7 separate regions of the Mus musculus genome follow, and regions 1, 2, 3, 4, 6 and 7 are each linked to region 5. A link is a contact called in public Hi-C, capture Hi-C and promoter capture Hi-C data. All regions are on one chromosome and are shown on one strand. Each heading gives the region's core, a stretch centred on a gene start, on an enhancer-like site or on the middle of the called end of the contact. The rest is flanking DNA. Distances are from core to core; before and after follow the strand shown.

Region 1 (2,700 bases), core at 100-2,599, 1.4 Mb after region 5:
CCACAGGGAGAGAAAAGCCATCCGTGGTCTTACCCAGCAGCCAACCCTGCATGCTACAACACCAACCCACCAAGCAAGATGTGCAGATTCAGTGCAAATGGTCTGGGGGTAACCAATCACTCTTGGTTTGGACCAAGTCCTGCTCTACAGCAGGAAATTCATCCCTGGTACTGTGAACTCAGTCAAAATATGGCGTGGGGGGGGGGGGCGGTCATAGGCTCTAGGGAATCTACTCCTGTTGTCTTGCTAAGTGAATGTCATCAAACTCCCTTCTAAATGTTCGTTTGTAGACAAAGGCTAGTGCTGTTCTTAGTCTTAGCCAGGGAAGCTTCTCTGCAGTGAGCAACAGTTGAGGAAGAAATTCATAACTCAGTGCTGAATGAGTGACTGTGGACAGCTCAGCCCTAAATGGGGCATCTGCATCAACCTGACCTCCAAGGTTCAGGGGACAGAAAGACTGTAAGAGCCAGAGGATGGGAAGGAATTCACTGTAGCCATAGCTACCTCAACAAGATCAAGGCAATAGCATCAGTCAACAGTCTAACAAGTGGCACTCACGGAACTCTAAAGTGAAAGAGAGAGGAGAAATAGAGAGAGACAGAGACAGAGAGAATGAAAGAAGAAAGGGGTATATTGGAGGTTATTAGAGGGGAAATGGGAAGAGAAAGTTAAGTGTGCATACAAACAAGATACATTGTATACATGTATGAAATTGGCAAAAATAAACAAATGATATCCACTAAATAGGTCACCTGCACACAGTAGGTACTCAATGGTTATGGATGAAGGAGGTTCCTGCTTCATAGACACATCATTAGGCCCAGGAAATCATATAGGCAGCATCTCTCTTCTTGGGGAAGCTCCGGGCTATCCTGAACACCAGCACACAGTAGTCACTTTCTCTGCACCTGTGGCCATGCTCACACCCCTCTATTTTTGCCCCTAACCCCGCAGGACCCCCTAAGTCTAAGCCCTATCAGGTGTTCTCAGTTGCCTGAGCTCACCCCTATGCCCTGCCACACTGTTCTTACTGCCTGACTTACCCTTCCTACACCTGATACATTGTGCTTCTCCTTAGGACCCCACTGGGAAGCTGCCTCCCAACCTGGCTCCAGATAAGAATCAGCCCTTCCTACAGCAGCCTGGGTTGGTCCCCTTGGCAGAACAGTGGCCTCATGTGAGTGATATTGATCCCTAGAGAAAGCTACTTCCTCTTCAGGAGGTGATCCCAGGTTCTAGGGTTCCCTGTTCCTCTCTAGCCAGAAGGGCAATTTTACCACACTCCCTCACAACCAGGAAGTGCCCCACCCCTCTGGAGCCTGTTCAGAACAAGCACAAAAGCTAGAATCATTCGGCCTGGCCTGCCGGTTCCCCCACAACTGCAAGCTCTGCTTGTGGGTAAGTAGCCTGCTCCCATTGCTGTTTATTATGAACGCTGGAGGACCTTTGGCCTTCCCCAAACTATCCTGAGGCAGTCTTACTCAACCCCCAAGCTCTGCCCCCAAAACCCTGACACCAATAAAGATGTCACCTGCACACTAGGTAAGAATTAACCCCATCAGGGAGCTGACCTGACAGGAACTATCCCTCACTTCTACCCCCATGGACTTCAGAAGGGCCTGGACTCTGGACCCCAGGAGTCCTGAGATTCCTGGCCTCAGAGTCCTCTCCTTTCCATAATCAGCCTCCCTCTCATCCCTCATGGAAGCCCTGGCTAACTGGGTCTCCTCCAACCCTCCGGGAGCTGGGATGGGTTCCTACAACCTCTTGGCAGAGGAACTGAGAACACTTAACATCCACACCTGCAACACATCTCCCATCCCAATTTTCAAGGTGGAATCTACCCCAAGCATACGGCACATACCTGGGGACAGACAGAGCCTTGGGCCTGATCCATTGGTTAGAATGCCAATAGCCATGCCTCTAACTGCCCAGTTTGAGACATGTTCTCACTGGGCATCCCTGGGCACCCTGTCCCAGTTCCTCCCTTTTCTGATCTGCTGAGCTGGGGTGTGCATGCAGCAAAGGAGATCTGATTTTCATGTTGTGGCCTGTGACTTGACCCTACTCGGCTGCAAGGTAGAGAGGTGGGGTGGGCGTGTAAAAGAGCGTCTGGTTTCCTAGCAGTGATCAATCTGTCTGAAGATGAATGAATATGGATAGTACTGGTCAGGGCCAGAGTGTTGACCCTCCAGAAATGTGAGAACAGGACAGACAGGGGGAGGGGCATTTCTATAGCTTCCAGAAGCCTTTTGGTCAGTGGAGAGAGATTTGGAGCACAAGAACTGCCCACACAAGTGTAGTATCACTGTGCCTCTCCTGGCTTCTGCTTTCCCTTCTTCTGGATCCCAGAGCCATACCCCCTCCTCTTCCTCCTCCTTCTTCTCCTAGTCTTCACTCTCCAACCCTAAATGAACACCCTGTGGTGCTTGAGTGGTCAGAATTCCAACTTCCTTGGAACCAGAGTCCAGGGCAGGGCTGAGGCTTAACACTGGGAACCTCGCAAGCCCCGTGGGGGGGGGGGGGGAGCCTCAGGAGGCGTGTCTTGATTGGCCAATGAATGCTCAGAGACTGTGTTGCGGGCTAGCCCAGATCCCAGGGTGGGTGGAGCGAGCTCCGGGGCGGGAGAACTAGCCCTGGTGAAGTGGGAGGACCCAAGCTATTGTGGGGTGGGACCTTTCCGGGTCACTAAGGAAGGGC
Region 2 (2,700 bases), core at 27-2,526, 1.9 Mb before region 5:
GAAAGTTCTAAGGCAGGCCCGGGAACTGATAGGGGACAACTCAATTTCCTTACATTGATTTATATGAGTATACGAGGGAGAAAGACGACTTTTTTTAGACTGCCTCATGAAGCTCAGGCTGACCCTGAGTTCCTGACCCTCTTGCCTCAAATCTCTCATATGCTAGGATTACTGGTGTGTGCTGTCACACCTGCCTGAGTTTTGGTAGCGTAGGCTACAAAGTGAGATATTGTCTCAAAAGGAAGAAAAATGTGCCTAGATTTTAAGTTTAAATTTCTAGGCCAATTTCCCACCATGGAGAAGCCACATCTTCATTGCCAGCAGCCCAATTTCTTCTGGCTTCCCTATGAAACCCTAGAATCTTGGGCATGCTAGGCCAGGCCAGCTTGTTATCCTCCATGCTATATATCCTCAAACCTGAAAGATTTGGAATATAGTGAAAAATCTCCAGATTGGGACTGGAGAGATGGCTTGGAGGTTAAGAATGATTGCTGCTATTGCACAGGACTGAAGTTCAATTCTCAGCACCCAGTCAAACAACTCAAAAGCCCCTGTAATTCCAGGTCCAGAGGATCCACTGGCTTCTGGGCGTATCCGCTAACACATGGCATACACAGACACTTCAAATAAAAATATAAAGGGCCCCCAATGGAGGAGCTAGAGAAAGCACCCAAGGAACTAAAGGGAACTGCAACCCTATAGGTGGAACAACAATATGAACTAACTAGTACCCCGGAGCTCTTGTCTCTAGCTGCATATGTATCAAAAGATGGCCCAGTAGGCCATCACTGGAAAGAGAGGCCCATTAGACTTGCAAACTTTATATGCCCCAGTACAGGGGAACGCCAGGGCAAAAAAAGGGGAGTGGGAAGGTGGGTATGGGGAACTTTTGGGATAGCATTGGAAATGTAAATGAGGAAAATACCTATTAAAAATGAGAAAAAATATAAATAAATGAAATTGAGTCTTTTTGTTGTTGTTTTTCTCTGTCTTACCATGTAGCACTGGCTCTGGAATCCACCAGGCTGGTCTCAAGCACACTGAGAGCCACTTACTGGCCTCTGCCTCTGGTGCTGGGGATAAAAAGTGTGCGCAACCACAACATAAGAGCAAATATAATATTTTATATATATATATCGTCTTTCCAAAAGAAAAAAAAGGAGACTATCTTCAAATCCCTGAAAAGAACCTCACATAAGCTCAGGAATCCTGAGAATGGAGCACTACCGGGCCAACCCCGTGCCCCTGCTTATCCCAGAGTGCTCGAGTCAGGCGCATGCGCAGTCGCGCACGGAACCCAGGCGCGCCGGAACCCTGTGAGCAGATCCAGGCCCTGGCGGAGGCGGTCCGACTGCGAACTCTTCCGACACCAGTGACATGAGGCTGTGGCCGCAGGCATGGGGTGCCGTCCGGGGCGCTTGGCGCGAGTGCTTCCCTCTGCAAGGTCACGATGTAGCACGCTGGTTCCCCGGCCACATGGCCAAGGGTGAGGCCAGCATGGGCTGCAGGCGGCACGGGCGCCGGTCCTGGCGGTTCCTTGGTTCGCCTTCCTGGCATCGGGTTGGAGAGCTGTTTTGTGCTTGATACTTTTGAGACGCACTGAGTGGTCCCTTTAAGTCACATGCAAGCTGATGTCTGAGTTTATAGGTCACAACTTGGCCCCAGGCAGCTGTAGACGTAGTGCGGTCCTAGGCTGCTGTTTGCTGTGGTCTTGGCTGCCGCAGCCATGCGAGATTATAGTGTGTGGCAGAAAAGGCGCCGGGAGTGTGAGTGGACAGGTGGCAGTTGCGGTGCGGAGCCTCAGTGTTTCTGTGCAGTGAGGGTATTAAGTCCGCACAGTATCAGGAACTTCCTGATTAAGACCATCTTGTGTGAAATGTACCTTCCAGAACCATCGGGGCACCGTGGAACGTGGCTCAGAATGCTGCCTCCTTTAACCCTGTGTGCACTGATGGTTCTCAGATGTATTCCCCTAGGAGAACTTAAACTTGCCCCCTTTGGCTGTTTCCTTAGTGCCCCTCTATTTTCTAGGACTAAAGAAGATGCAGAGCAGTCTGAAGTCGGTGGATTGTGTTATCGAGGTTCATGACGCCAGGATATCCTTTTACGCTGTAGAGGGGAGCACCTCTGCTCGACTGTAAAGGCAGCAGCAGGATGCTTTCCTGGTTCCTCTCCATCTCCTTCAGACAGTTTAGTCTGCTCTGCCTCTGGTCCATCATTATGTCTACAGCTGCGACAGCTTCTTTTGTAATTACTGGGACATAAAGCAGTGTTTTCCAATTCTCATTACACATTAGAGTTCCCGGGAGGCTTTTACATCAATAGCTAGGGCCCTTTTAGATCAGAATCTCCCTCGTGGGGTCTAGGCTGGTGTTTTTATTTTTAGGCTCCCATCTGATATCTCTCCCCCCCCCCCCCCCCCAGACAGGGTTTCTCTTTATAGCCCTGGCTGTCCTGGAACTCACTCTGTAGACCAGGCTGACCTTGAACTCAGAAATCCGCCTGCCTCTGCCTCCCAAGTGCTGGGATTAAAGGCGTGTGCCACTACGCCCGGCCCATCTGATATCTTATTTGTCTCAGCCTCTTGTTTACTTTGATATTTTTAGGGGTAAATTATGAAACCGGAGATGAAATGATCCTACTAACCTGTCCTTTCCTCTTGTCCTTAATTGAAGAATTGGCAAGTTACAATCATGTCTA
Region 3 (2,700 bases), core at 80-2,579, 1.2 Mb before region 5:
TTCCAAGGCAGCGCCAGGCGAAATCCGGCCCTGTTTTTCCAGGGATACGTAAGCGCCACCCCACGCAGGTCCTTCCACCGAGAAACGAGCGATGTCTCCAGCTCCAGACTTAGACTTCCCCTCCTACCTCTACTGCCTTTCAAGTGCTCTCACCTCGAGTCCAATCTGCCATCGCGCCCTCCAGGGTCCCACTCAGGGAATTCGCAGCACAGCAACGGACGTGGCACCAGTACCCGGGTCTTCCGGTTCCGCCTCCGGGCTAATAACTTCCGGGAGAAGGTTCTGAAGCGGAAGAAACAGACCTGGAGTGCTTCTCGGGAATGTAAATAAGGGAAGGGCGGGCCACCAGCATTCGGACCCACGGATTGGTCAGCAATATTAGTCCTGCGCTGTGGGTGTTACTCGGAGCAGGTGTTCAGACCCAAATTTGGAGCAGAGGCTAGGAACCAGCTCAGTAAATCAGTCGGATGCCTCTGGCGCTGCTAAATCCAACTGGATGGGGAGGACAGGCAGACCCGAAAGAGACTGGTGAAGGAGACGGCCGGGGCCTGCCACTGAGTAGGGGCAGAGCCGGTTAGCACGGCGGGTGACATCATCCACTGGAGCACTGTTTGTATGTGTCACTGTGGGGCACCGACTCAGCTAAGTGGCGTGCGGACCTGGCTCCCCGCTACACAGCGCTCCTACGCTTCTAACCTCAGACACGCCTCGGCTGGCCGCCCCTCCGTTGCTCCTCTCGCGGGAGTGGCTTTTCCACGGGTGTTCTTCACTTCCTTCTCTGCAATTTTCTTGAGAATAACCGTATTACTTTGGTGGCTATTCTTTTTAGATAGGTCTGCTAGTTTCTGCCTCTCGAGTGCTGGGATTTAAGAAGGCGTGCGTCACTATGCCCGGCTAACCACGTGCATTATTTTGACCATCCAAGTCGTTGTACTTCTCTTTCCCTATTCCCTATGGAAGATGAGCTCCAAGGCCTGGATCGCGAGAATCGTCTTCCCCAACTGATTAAGCGGCCAGGAGCCGGCGCTCCCTTTTTTATCACAGTACGGGGACAAGAGCGTAAAGAGGACGGTCCACGCGCGGGCCAAGCCACACCCCACTCCCCACCCTCCCATCCCACCCCACCCCCCGCCTGCCAGGAACTCGGGCTAGAGAGGAGGGCTCAAAAGGAGGACACTGCCTGGCTGGTTAGCTAGCATCGCCGCTCCAAGACTAGCCGCTCAGCGACCACAGCCGGGTTGCTCCACCTTAAGTCGGAGGCGCCTGTACACACCCTTGGGTTCGGCTGCTCTCCCAGCATCCCTCACGCGTGGACGCCGGGCTTCCGGACCTGGGCGGAGCCCCGGGGTTTGGCCGATTGCGTCTTCCCAGCCCAAGCCTTCCAGCACCCGGTGCCAGGGGCCATGGAGCCCCGGGCAGTTGCGGATGCCTTGGAGACCGGAGAGGAAGATGCGGTGACAGAAGCTCTGCGGTCGTTCAACCGGGAGGTGAGAGGCATCCGGCTGCCGAGGAAATTTCAGGAAGAGAGGAAGCAGGGGTGTGCGCGCAACTCGGCTGGGGTGTGCGTGCGAGTGGTGGCAGGGAGCACGGCGGTGGGTGGTGGGCTGGTCCCTCGGGTGGCTCTGTGGTGGCGTGTGGTGGGGCAGGTGTATGGGAGGCTAGGGTGGGCCTTGCCTTAAGGTTCAGAGCGATGGATGCTGCTTCAGAGGTCTGCTCTGACTCGAGGAGCACGGGTCCTACCTGCATGTGGATCTGAGCCTCCTGGGTCTCCCTGCAGCATTCTCAGAGCTTCACCTTCGATGATGCCCAGCAGGAGGACAGGAAGGTAGGTGTCAGCCCCAAGGGCTCCTAGGGCAGGCACGGGCTGACCCCAAGAAGAGGGCCTAGTGGAACCACTTTTGTTCGACCCCACAGAGACTCGCAAAGCTACTGGTCTCCGTCCTGGAGCAGGGCTTGTCACCAAAGCACCGTGTCACCTGGCTGCAGACTATCCGAATCCTATCCCGAGACCGCAGCTGCCTGGACTCATTTGCCAGCCGCCAGAGCTTACATGCACTAGCCTGCTATGCTGACATTACCGTCTCAGAGGAACCCATCCCACAGTCCCCAGACATGGATGTCCTCCTCGAGTCTCTCAAATGCCTGTGTAATCTTGTGCTCAGCAGTCCAACAGCACAGATGCTAGCAGCAGAGGCTCGCCTGGTGGTGAGGCTAGCGGAGCGTGTGGGACTGTACCGCAAGAGGAGCTATCCCCACGAAGTCCAGTTCTTTGACTTGAGGCTCCTTTTCCTGCTAACAGCCCTTCGCACGGATGTGCGCCAGCAACTGTTTCAGGAGCTGCACGGTGTACGCCTGCTGACTGATGCGCTGGAACTAACACTGGGCGTGGCCCCCAAAGAAAACCCTCCGGTGATGCTTCCAGCCCAAGAGACGGAGAGGGCCATGGAGATCCTCAAAGTGCTCTTTAATATCACCTTTGACTCTGTCAAGAGGGAAGTTGATGAGGTAGGTTGGAAGTCTTGGCTGAGACTCAGTTCGGGTGGGACAGTTTGCTTCCCTTTGTACCTCAGCTTGCAGGGTATCAGATATGGCGAGGACTAGAGGATGGTGTAGGCGGGAACTCAGGGAAGGTGCCTGAGCCGCACTGTGCATGGGGTTGCAGGTGGGTATTCTCCACAGTGCTTCAGGTGGCCAAAAGCA
Region 4 (2,700 bases), core at 66-2,565, 1.2 Mb after region 5:
AAGCAGCCTTCCCCAGCCTCAGTTCCACGATACCCTTCCCCCACCATGCGCGAACATTCCGAACGGAGCCCCTCACTCTCAGCATTAAAACAGCTACCACATAACAACACGTACTCCACTCACTACCTTGGTGCTGGCCACACCGGGCTACAAAGCTCAGGGGTCTCCAGACCCGATTCGGTTTCAGCTCCAGTGCGTTCTGACTCGGCCCGGGGTTTAGAATCCGAAGGCCTGAGCCGGTGTCCTAGGCCACTCACCTTGGGACTCGACCGACCTCGGGGCTCAAAGGGCCTCAAGACCACCCCTGCTTCTGTAAGCCTGGGCCACAAAGATGGGGACGTGGACGCAAAATACGAGAACTGAGCCACGGCCGTGAAACGAGGACCGGCCGTGAAACGAGGACCGAGCCGTAACTGCAAAACGAATACGGAGCCACTGCGGCAAAACGAAGATGGAGCCCAGCCGCGAAAGCGCGGCACGAATCACCTCTGCTTCTGGCCGTGAGTGCTTGCCGCGAGGAGGGGGAGGCTATGATGAGCGCGGCCACGCGGACTTGCGACTTGTGCCGTGCTGACTCAGAGAAGAAACCCGCGCTGAGAAAAAAACCATACCTAGGAGAACCATGCCGAGAAAAAGAAGCGCTGGGAACCAAGCTGAACAGAAAAGCTCTCCAAGTAGAATCACACAGAGGGAAAAGAAGCGTGTTGAAGAAAAACTGAGAGAACCCAGCAGGCTAAAAAAAAATGCTGAGAAGCCAAGTGGATCGCGCCAAGGCAGCCGACCGCGCTGGAGTGATCCGTGCTGAAACGATCCACACGGAAGTGACCCAATTGCTGAGGCAGATCGGACCATATCGCCGACCACCATGACGAAACAAGATAAGACCTCACCATGGAGGTCTAGGCTCAGGACAAACACTGAGGAGGATCGCGTTGAGCAAAGCACACTGAGGATGGCTAGTCGGGACTGAGGTGTAGTGCTCAAGTGATCCGAGCAGAGGCAGCTCCAAAAGAACTGTGGACAAATATGCTGAGGCTGGTGGCTGGCTGATATGACCTCACCGTGAAAAACCATGCAGAGGACGATCACACGGATGAAAACCACGCTGCTGAGACGAGCCACGCTGGGAAGGACCATGCAGAGAAAAGCACACTAAGGTGTACTAGACCGTAACCACGCCGAGGAGAAGCCCACCGAAGTAATCCAAAATGAGGCCGACCACACCGGGCCTGACTGGACCAAAATGCACCATCATAGACCACGCGGAGGGGCGCCGCAAGGAAAGCTGCGCAGACGTGCTGAGGCAACTGTTCCTCCTAGCGACAACGGCTAGGCCACCTACCAAGACCTTGGTGACGTGGCAGCCACGACACTGTTGATTGGACAGATGCTGAATAATGACTAGGGAGCTCTTCCTCATGATAGGCTGGATACAGATAGCTCTGTGCTGACTATTTTTATTGGCCAAGAGGAAACAGCCTGATGTCTCCAGCATTTGGATTGGGTGAGCTTGTACAGGATTGTACGACCTAGCCTGCTGGGTCCACCACCCCTTAAGGCCTACCTTCCTCATCCCTTCCTAGCTGAACCTGGGGTTCTTAACTCTGAATAAGTGTGAGACCAACCTCAATGCAGTACAGGGCAGATACCTGAGGCAGCCAATGTACCTAAACGGTTTCATGGCCAAAGATGAGTATGCCCCTGGCTCTGGCCTGACCTTGGGATGCAAAAAAGCAATCCACCCTCTCAGCTGTCCCATGGAATCCTACTGTGCAGGCCAGGGTGTGGTCATCTAAAGCACACAAGGAGGCCACCCTGCTTGTTTTTTTTTTTTTAATCACCAAGTAAGGAAAGTCTTGGGGCTATCTTACTTATGAAAAGGAGGGGGCCCTGGGTCTGCCCATGTTATAAAACTAGGTAATGATAGTCCTGAGGTTAGACCCCAGCCACTCGACCCATCCTCCAGATTCTCTTGGTTCCTGGCCCTGTCACTGGAGTGTTCAGGATCGTTTCCACTCTGTCCACTTACTTATCCATGCATTTATTTGACTAACACTGTCTACGCACCACCCTGTATCTAGCATTGACCTAAAGCCTGGAGAAACTTGACAAAATGCCAGATTTGGGGGACAATCCACTTGCCCAGGATTCATAAGCAAGCCTGGGGCGAGGGGGGGGAATGCAGATTTCTGTGCAAACTATAGTTTTAGCATGTGGAACTCTGGGTATATTCTCCAAACCACCCCTACCCAGAATTGACTTCAAACAGGATTTAGGGGAAGGGGAGGGAGAGCCAGTCCTGTGAACAGGCCAGGGTGTGGTCATCTAAAGCACGCAAGGAAGCCATACATCTTAACTGCTTTTGCTGAAAATATATGTCTACAAAAACAGCCAGGAAGCTCTCTTGCCAAAGATGACTGAGTATATGTGGGGGAAGGAGGGGAAGGCACGGTTTTTAGGTTTGGGTTTTTTTTCTTTTTCTTTTTCTTTTCTGTTCTTTTTCTCTTTTTTTCTCCTGTTGTTATTTAGCTGGAGAAAAGAGAAACTGGTGTCATCCTCTAGCAACAGACAGTTCCTTTTTACCCTCAGAAGCTACTCCTAGCTTGGTACCCCACCTCCTACCAGGCCACACATCTGCTTTGCCAATTCCTTTTGGGCCCGTCTGGAACATGCTGCATTTGATTCAAAGGGCCAGTCCTA
Region 5 (2,700 bases), core at 131-2,630:
CTTCACTCCCGACTACTTTGTCAGCTCTCACCAGGGATCAGAAGACAAAGTGGAGTAGATGGGGGGGGGGGGGCGCGGGGGGATGTCCTCTGAAGGCTCACTCTGCAACTTCCATTCTTCCTACTTTTATAGTAATACTATGAAAGAGGGACAGAGGAGTTTAACGACTGGCTTCTGGTCAGCCTCCAAGCAAAAAGCACCTGGATGGGTATGAGCCTGGAAAAATTACACATACAGCAGTGGTCAGCTTCCTCAGTCACCAAGCTGACAGATCTAGTTCACTTGCAGTGAAACCATACCTTGGCCAAGTTATAGTCAAGTGCTGGCCCTCTCCACAAGTGCACAAAGGAAGAATGGTCTGGAATAGGCTGGTTTCAAATATGTGTCCTATGCTTAAAACCCCTGGGCTTCAGAGACCTTGTTAAAGGCCAGGACATAACATCTGCCAAGCTTACCATATGCAAAACATGTGCTGGCCCTTACCTCAGTTAACCCTTCAGTAAACCTGTACTGCAGATTTCACAGCTTCCATCTGACAGACGATCCATTACAAAAAAGTCTAGAGAGGACCACATAGCTAGGAAGCAGATAGGAACCAGTGACAGGGCTTCCTCTTGAAGAAATAAGATGAGCCTCCGCCTAGTCCCCCGTGTCACCCACACTTAACGTCCTGAGTGGCACTATGTGGCTCCCGGCCTCCCTTAGTCTCTTGATTATCCCTGGGGCTGCTCACTTAGTCCGCTGTCTCCCTAGGTTGCAGCACTGGGAGGTCAAACAGCCTCAGACGTCCTGACAGTGCCACCACTACACTTTCCTCCGCCTTCCCCGCTTCTATCTCCAGAGTCCCGCGCAGCCCTCGTACTGCCGAAGCCGAAGGCCGGCTCTCTCTGTGGTCCAGCAGGATTATACGGACCCCACAGCAGGGCCGCGGACACCGCCACAGGGTCGAGAACCGAGCCGCCGGGAGAGCGCGCGCGGCTAGGAGCGCCCGCCTCTCACTCTCCTCAAAAGTAAATTGGAAGAAAGTCACTTGGGCGGAAGAACTTTCGCAGGCCCCGCGAAGACCGACGACCGACAGTGCCAGGTGCCCGACTCGCGGCCCGTCGATTCGCGGCGAGGGACCGCGGCCTCTCGGGACAGCGCCTCGGGGACCGGGCCTCTCTCCCGCCGGCCGGCCGGCCGGCCGCCTGCCCGGCCTCCCAGCACCCCGCAGCGGCTGGCCGTCCTTCCGTGCCCCGGCCCCTCCTGGAACCCGCTGCCCGCCGCCCTACGCTCCCTACGTTCGCCGCCGCCCCGCGCAGCGCCGCGCTACGCCGTCCTCCGCCACTCACCCCATGAGCCAGTCCATGGCTGCGCGGAGCCCGCGCCTCGCTCGGCCTCAGCCCCGCCGGCGGCCGGAAGTAAACACTCGATGGCTCCCGCCCGCTGCCGGACGTGACGCGCGCACGGCTTGCTGGGACGCGTAGTCCCAGCGGCCCCTGCGGCGATGTCCCGAGTACCTGTTCTGGAGTGTCAGGACCTTTCCCCATCGCCAACCTCGGGGCTTCGAGACCCAGGAGCATCCTGTATCTGAAGACCATCCAGAGTTTCTGGATCACCAGAGTGAGAATAACTTCAGAGGGCCCCAGAAACCCAGACGCCCGGAACTCCAGAGTGCCTCGGACTCGCAAACTGCCTGTCATTGCGCAGTGCCCTGGATCCTGGAGTATCACACCCCCGGTGTCTCTAGAGTGACCCCGGTGTTGCACACCTCTAGTGTTAGGACACTATAGAGTGCCTTGACCCCAGGAGTGAACCTTACCACCAGCGTGCCTGAATCTGTGGAATGCACAGACCCGTGGGAGTCTGAAGTTCCTGGGACCTGAGTATCCCTGACCCCAGTATCCCAGACCTGGGAGTATCCAGACCCCCCAGGCTGGAACATCGGAGTTCCTCTGCTCTGCAGGATGTGTTCCTTTCCTCTGCAGTGCCTCACCCCTTGCTGCTTACATCCCTCCTGATGTCCATCTTCCCACTGTTATCATCTTTTGCCCACACCTAGTGCCTCTGCCAGAACTGTTCTGACCACACTTGCCTCTTCTGTGTCCCTTAGCTTTGCTGGCCGTTCATTTGCATCCCAGCTGCCCGCCCCAGTGGACATGATTGTCCCCTTCAATCCCCATCTGTTCCCTTCCTCTATGTGCTGTACCCTCTGGCTCCTGGGTGAGCCTCTATTATCCAGGATACTTCTCTCCAGCGAGTAAGTCTCTTCATGATCCAGGGTATCTCTCCTATTGTCCGCTCTTTCCAGAGCCTGACCAGTACTAGGAACTCATTGAATACTTTTTGAAAGGCTGACTCTCTATTCTCTACACTGGAGAGATGCTTGCAGGAGCACACAGTTGAGCAGAAGGATCACAACAACCTAACTCACTAGTGTCTTCAATAGAGTGTCATGAATATCAGGCACCAGACAGATAACACCTTCAGGCCAACTGCCTGCTGTAATACAGCTGTCATATACTTGAAATGGGATTCACCTTCCCCAAAGAACCATTCCAGGATGCTGGGAAATGTCCAGTCCATTCCTTCTTTATAGCATGAACAGTCAGGCACTGGGAGTGGGTGGGGTTGCAGTTTTATCAGCAAAAAATACCTGAGATGAAACTGAAATAATAATGAAAGATCTGGAGAGGGAAAAGTCCCAAGTCAAGACCATAT
Region 6 (2,700 bases), core at 69-2,568, 1.5 Mb after region 5:
AGCTGTAGACTACCCGACAGGTGAACTATACTCTAGTCCTATCAAAGCCCTGCTTTCTCTGAATCTTACTGTTCATCTGAATATTTGTTTCAATACGTTATTTATTTAATAATAAACATTTATTATTAAAACTGAGCCAGATTAAATCTATTTGAATTTAGATGCAAGGTACCATCACACTTAACCTATCAGGGACTTAATTTGCAATACAGGTCGAATACTCCTATACCAAAAAAAAAAAAAAAAAAAGAAGAAGAAGAAAAGAAATCAGAACGTCCCAAAACCCACTTCTTTTCGAGCACATTTTGGATTTCCAGATTAGGTACGCTCATCTGTCAGACCTACAAATATTCCACAAACCGAACCACTTCAAAACCCAGGCGTTTCTTGCTAATGCACAGTCAGCCTGTTGCACCTACATCACGTACTATTGTGAATGAGTTAAGACACGTCAGGAGCTTAAAGGAGCCCCTGGTGTGTAGTAAGCGGAGATTAGTCACCGAGAGGAAGCAACTACTATGACAGGAAGGCGGCAGTAACTTAAAAGCATTTAACTTTTGGACCAAAAACTTAAACTTGAGTCTTTTTGCTGTGGAATATGCATATGCTCGTTACCGCAGCGCACGCGCCGGAAGCTACCGCGGAAATTCCTCCAAGAGGCAGCGAAGCAGAGTTGGAGGAAGTGCGGGCCAACTTGCCCCAAGGATACCCTCGGAAGAAGGGGTACTGCTGACGACCCTGAACCCGTTAGGGGCGCCCGGGTCTGAAGGCTCAGTGTGTGTCACTAGGCTGGCTCCGCCTCCACCGCAGGCTCAGAGAGTGAGGTCTGGCTCAGAGACCGGGGCACTGTGCGGAGAGCATGCAAAGCCCGGAAGGGCGAGGCGGCGGCCCAGTAGACCCCTTCCTTCCCAGGCGCGGTCTGAGACGAGGCGTACCCAGGCCCACCTCGCTGGGGAGGCCTTGTCCTCTCAAGGAACCGCCTGCGCCGCTTCGCGTGGGTTCTCGGGCGGCGGGAACAAAGCGCGCTGACCTTCAGCCGGGGGCGGGGCTGCACGGAGGAGGGACCGGCCCGCCATCCGCCGCCACCCGCCACCCGGACCTCTGACCCGGTCGCCGCCCGCCTCTGCTCGCCGCCATGGCGCGTCGGCCTGCCCGCGCCGCCCACTCCTCCCCGTCTCCGCCTCCTCCGCCCCAGTCCCTCGCCAGCCGCCCGCCGCGCCGTTACCCGCCAGCACCGCACCTCGCGCCTCCTGCGGCAGTGGCGCCTGTCCTAAGCTCGCTCCGGGGCTGCACCGCCGTGGTCGCCAACAAAACCACCTGCCATTGGCCGTATCGCCGGGCTCCACCCTCTGCGAGCAAAACGGGCGACGAATGGACAATAGAGCTGTTTATCAACTGCACCAGGCACTAGGAAAGGCGGTATCCAATCAAAATCTGTTGAGGGAGCACGGCGTCCAGCCTAAGCCCGCGAGCTATATGTAGTTAGAGTAGTGACGTGTGTTCCGGCGCACGCGCAGTTCGTGCTTCTTTAAAGGGGCTGCTGGGCGCGCGTGTAGGACTTTGGGCTTGTTACAACCTCTAGGGTTTGAGCTTCCTGGACCACATCGGCAACGCTCTTTCCAGATTACTTACAACTCCCTGCCTTCCCCCGGCCTGGGAAAAGCACCGCCTACTTCTCAAGGCCTTCTGACCCTCTGTCTACAGTGCCTGCCTGGCATGGGACTACCCTTCTGATAGAAAAGTTCAGCACATCTGTACTGGCTGGTTTTGTGTGTCAATTTGATACAAACTAGAGTTATCTGAAAGGAGGGAGCTTTGAGAAAATGCCTCCATAGGATCCAACTGTAAGGCATTTTCTCAATGATTGGTGGGAGAGGACCCAGCCCATTGTGGGTAGTACCACCCCTGGGCTTATTGGTGGTGTCTGTAAGAAAGCAAGCTGCACAAGCCAGTAAGCAGCACCCCTCCATGGCCTGTGCATCAGCTTCTGCCTCCAGGTTCCAGCCCTGCTTGAGTTCCTATCCTGACTTCCTTCAGTAATGAACAGCAATATAGACGTGTAAGCCAAATAAACCCTTTCCTCCCTAACTTGCTTTTTGGTCATGGTGTTTTCATTGAAGCAATAGACAACATCTGATAAGAATAAATAACTTGCTTGCAGATAATGTGTGTTTTCCTAACAAATTCTACGAACAGGGCAGTTGGAAACAAAGCTGGGTATGGTGCAACATGCATGCCTTCAATCCCAGTACTTCTGAGATAAGAGATACAGGTGACAGAATGAGCAGTTTGTCACTTCCAACTATGTAGCCAGTGTGGGGCCAGTCTGAGCAACATGCAACCCTGTCTGAAAAACAAAAACTTAAAATGAAGTGTGGTTACTGAAGGCCAGAAGGTCTACAGCATTGTTTTTCTGTATTACTTCTCTTTCATTCTTAAATTGGAACTATGTATAAACAGTTTCGCTTACAAAATTAAGGAAAGTAAATAAGCTCGTATGTTTTTACTTACATTTTTTTCTGACATACATTTTTTTTTCCTGACATTTTGATTGGTTAGTGGCTGGTTTTGCTTTTCCACGACAGGGTTTCTCTGTGTAGCCCTAGCTGTTCTGGAACTCGATCTGTAGACCAGGATGCCCTCAAACTCACAGAAATCCACCTGCCTCTGCCTCTCCGGTGCTGAGATTAAAGCCGTGCA
Region 7 (2,700 bases), core at 148-2,647, 1.8 Mb after region 5:
TCAATACAGCTCCTCATGTTGTGGTGACCGTCTGCCCCCTCCCCCAACTAATTTTGCTGTTATAAACCATAATGTAAATATCTGAGAGGCTCGATATCTGATATTTGACCCTTGCCCAAGAGTCATTTGGCCCTCACAGGGGTTGTGGCTCACAGGTTGAGAACTGCTCACTCAGACCCACAAGGTGGAAGAGGACAGCTGACTCCTGCAGGTTGTCCTCTGACCTCCACATGCACATTATGGCGTGCATATGTACATGAAATAAATAATACATTTGGGTTTTTCTTGTTGTTTTGCTTGTTTCTTGTTTTTCCTATTTAGCCTTCCTGCAGAGGCTTCCAGCACGGATAACCTGAGGTGAGCAGTCTGCAGCTGGGCACAGAGTATCCCCAGTTCTATCTTCTGGGGGCAATGATGAGCTGACCTGAATGTCAACAATACAGGTATATGGAACGCCAACACCCTTCTCTGACCTGAGACCTCTTCTGGCTTCAGTATGCCTTCTCCCAATGCCAATCCATGAGGAATGTCCTCAGGAGCCCTAGAACACGGATCTCTAGTCTTTGCAAACGCCTAGATCTCAATGAAACAGTTCCAAGAATGCGCAGCCCTGCCCCAGGTAACCTTAGAGAGACCCACCAGATCCTAGAGGATGGATGAGGGCAGTGTCTGCCTGGCTGGCAGGGCACTCCTATTTCCACTCTTGCCTTGCTTCCTCACATGTCCCCCAAATTAGGAAGTCGCCCTGAAAGCTCACCAAGCATTACCCTTCTATCTGTTCCCACGCCCAGCGCTGTGAGTCTCTCCTGGGCAAAGCTGGCCTGGACTGCCATGTCCTACCCATTGTGGACTTTGACTTCTTCCTGTCTCCCGCCACCCCAAAACTCACTCTTTAAAATCCTCTGGAAATTGCCCTCAAAGTCCAGGGCCCACTGATTGAGTGCACAGGTGGCCACGGTCACTTTCCGGCCCATGCTGGTTACAGGTTCCAGGCTGGGACGGTGTAATAACGGAGACCACAGGGAAGATACTAGCCGGACTGTCCGGTCTACGCCTGCGTAGCTTGGTTTCCTAGAGGCCCCTCCCCACGGCTCGCCATAGCCCCGCCCCTCTGCCGTCATAGCCCAGCTTCTGCACCGCCTCCAGAACTGCGCCGGCGCAGACCGTGTCTTACCCGGAAGCCCCGTCCTTTCGCCCTCCACAGCCACACCCCTTCTCACTTTCGCAGTGCGCGCCCTTCCGTGAGACCCCGCCCCCGCGGAGATCCTGCACAAAGCGCACCCTTTAAAGTAGGGCCCTAAGGAGCGCCTGCGCAGTAAGGTTGTCTCAGCGTCCCGCTGTTGCCCAAGGTCAGAGCGTCCTGGATCATTTCCTTTGCCATCTGAGCGACTTTTGATAGGTCATGAAAGGCTTGTTTTCTGCCACCAAAAGTAATGTCAGGTTTGCTTTCTGTCGCTGTGATGAACACGTGGCAAAAAGCAGCTGGGGAGGAAAAGGGCTCACTTCACCTTATAGCTCATAGTCTGTAATGAAGGGAAGTTGAGGCAGGAACTGAAGCAGAGACCAAAGAGGACTTCTGCCCACTGGCTTGCTTGAAGGCTTACTCAGCCTGTTTTTTTTTTTTTTTTGCACCACTGAGGACCACCAGCCAGGGGTAGCGCCACCCACAGTGGGCCAAGGCCGTCACATCAATCATCGGTTATGAAAATGCTCCACAGACAAGCACAGGCCAGTCTGATGGAAGGGATCTCTCAAAGTTTCCACTTCGCAGGTGTGTTCAGTTAATTTGTGTCAATTTTGTCAGTAGGAGCTCACAGAGAGCTCACAGAGGGAATGGGTGTGTCCTGCTTCTTTGGCTCACAGCAGTCTGGATTCCCTGTGCATCAACCTGAGCCCTTTCTCATTCCTGTCCCTTTTGCGTTTGGGTAACACCAATCAAAGTAGATACAACTTTTTTTTTCCATTTTTTATTAGGTATTTAGCTCATTTACATTTCCAATGCTATACCAAAAGTCCCCCATACCCACCCACCCCCAATCCCCTACCCACCCACTCCCCCTTTTTGGCCCTGGCGTTCCCCTGTACTGGGGCATATAAAGCTTGCGTGTCCAATGGGCCTCTCTTTCCAGTGATGGCCGACTAGGCCATCTTTTGATACATATGCAGCTAGAGTCAAGAGCTCCGGGGTACTGGTTAGTTCATAATGTTGTTCCGCCTATAGGGTTGCAGATCCCTTTAGCTCCTTGGCTACTTTCTCTAGCTCCTCCATTGGGAGCCCTGTGATCCATCCATTAGCTGACTGTGAGCATCCACTTCTGTGTTTGCTAGGCCCCGGCATAGTCTCACAAGAGACAGCTACATCTGGGTCCTTTCGATAAAATCTTGCTAGTGTATTGTAGTGGCTATTCCTGGTTGTCAACTTGACAATATTTGGAATGAACTACAATTCGGAATTGGAAGGCTCACCAGTGACCCTTATCTGGAGGCTTGGAGATCCTTATCTGGATCTTGGTTTGAAGATCTTGAGCCATAGTGGCTATGGATTCCAGAAGATTTAATCTCCGAGTTAAGGAACACACCTTTAATCTGGGCTATGCCTTTCATTTGGGATTAAAGGTGTGGTGGAACACACCTTTAATCTGGGCTACACCTTTTGCTGGAGACAATATAAGGACATTGGAAGAAGGGAGTCTAGCTCTT

Evidence for each region. Promoter capture Hi-C pulls out the DNA fragments that hold promoters and counts their contacts. Hi-C and Micro-C count contacts between places; a contact is called where the count stands out from the background. Capture Hi-C pulls out chosen DNA fragments and counts their contacts.
Region 1: a promoter capture Hi-C map of liver shows a contact between it and region 5, with 5 times the contacts expected there. The contact joins the promoter of Slc22a18 here to the promoter of Mob2 in region 5. A contact is called at or near these places in 4 of 39 promoter capture datasets (the C10 cell line, hematopoietic stem and progenitor cells and liver).
Region 2: a contact with region 5 is called in a Hi-C map of neutrophils, with 6 times the contacts expected there. The contact joins the promoter of Mtg1 here to the promoter of Mob2 in region 5. A contact is called at or near these places in 1 of 39 promoter capture datasets (pre-B cells), 1 of 484 Hi-C or Micro-C datasets (neutrophils) and 1 of 9 other capture datasets (adipose tissue).
Region 3: a promoter capture Hi-C map of liver shows a contact between it and region 5, with 2.5 times the contacts expected there. The contact joins the promoter of Ric8a here to the promoter of Mob2 in region 5. A contact is called at or near these places in 2 of 39 promoter capture datasets (erythroid cells and pre-B cells) and 2 of 9 other capture datasets (adipose tissue and liver).
Region 4: a contact with region 5 is called in a promoter capture Hi-C map of embryonic stem cells, with 2.4 times the contacts expected there. The contact joins the promoter of Kcnq1ot1 here to the promoter of Mob2 in region 5. A contact is called at or near these places in 1 of 39 promoter capture datasets (embryonic stem cells) and 1 of 484 Hi-C or Micro-C datasets (CD4 T cells).
Region 6: a contact with region 5 is called in a capture Hi-C map of macrophages, with 5 times the contacts expected there. The contact joins the promoter of Nap1l4 here to the promoter of Mob2 in region 5. A contact is called at or near these places in 2 of 39 promoter capture datasets (hippocampal neurons and liver) and 1 of 9 other capture datasets (macrophages).
Region 7: a promoter capture Hi-C map of liver shows a contact between it and region 5, with 3 times the contacts expected there. The contact joins the promoter of Dhcr7 here to the promoter of Mob2 in region 5. A contact is called at or near these places in 3 of 39 promoter capture datasets (embryonic stem cells, liver and pre-B cells), 2 of 484 Hi-C or Micro-C datasets (B cells and CD4 T cells), 1 of 115 datasets of contacts at active chromatin or transcription factors (large pre-B cells) and 3 of 9 other capture datasets (adipose tissue, liver and pancreatic islet).

Annotation. Positions count from the first base shown.
Region 1 is chr7:143,472,440-143,475,139 of GRCm38.p6, forward strand. Slc22a18 (solute carrier family 22 (organic cation transporter), member 18) reads left to right here and starts at 1,350. Exons shown (of 11, transcript NM_008767.3): 1 at 1,350-1,398.
Region 2 is chr7:140,136,288-140,138,987 of GRCm38.p6, forward strand. Mtg1 (mitochondrial ribosome-associated GTPase 1) reads left to right here and starts at 1,277. Exons shown (of 11, transcript NM_199301.2): 1 at 1,277-1,486; 2 at 2,032-2,096. The coding sequence starts at 1,378.
Region 3 is chr7:140,856,068-140,858,767 of GRCm38.p6, forward strand. It overlaps Ric8a (RIC8 guanine nucleotide exchange factor A), which reads left to right and starts at 1,330. Exons shown (of 10, transcript NM_053194.4): 1 at 1,330-1,487; 2 at 1,778-1,825; 3 at 1,915-2,505. The coding sequence starts at 1,404. Bet1l (Bet1 golgi vesicular membrane trafficking protein like) reads right to left here and starts at 316. Exons shown (of 4, transcript NM_018742.5): 1 at 154-316. The coding sequence starts at 172.
Region 4 is chr7:143,295,232-143,297,931 of GRCm38.p6, forward strand. It overlaps Kcnq1ot1 (KCNQ1 overlapping transcript 1), which reads right to left and starts at 1,316. Exons shown (of 1, transcript NR_001461.5): 1 at 1-1,316. The region is part of intron 11 of Kcnq1 (potassium voltage-gated channel, subfamily Q, member 1); the gene reads left to right.
Region 5 is chr7:142,059,654-142,062,353 of GRCm38.p6, forward strand. It overlaps Mob2 (MOB kinase activator 2), which reads right to left and starts at 1,381. Exons shown (of 5, transcript NM_028308.2): 1 at 1,332-1,381. The coding sequence starts at 1,348.
Region 6 is chr7:143,547,802-143,550,501 of GRCm38.p6, forward strand. It overlaps Nap1l4 (nucleosome assembly protein 1-like 4), which reads right to left and starts at 1,319. Exons shown (of 16, transcript NM_008672.3): 1 at 1,241-1,319.
Region 7 is chr7:143,821,770-143,824,469 of GRCm38.p6, forward strand. Dhcr7 (7-dehydrocholesterol reductase) reads left to right here and starts at 1,398. Exons shown (of 9, transcript NM_007856.2): 1 at 1,398-1,771. Nadsyn1 (NAD synthetase 1) reads right to left here and starts at 1,083. Exons shown (of 21, transcript NM_030221.2): 1 at 890-1,083. The coding sequence starts at 974.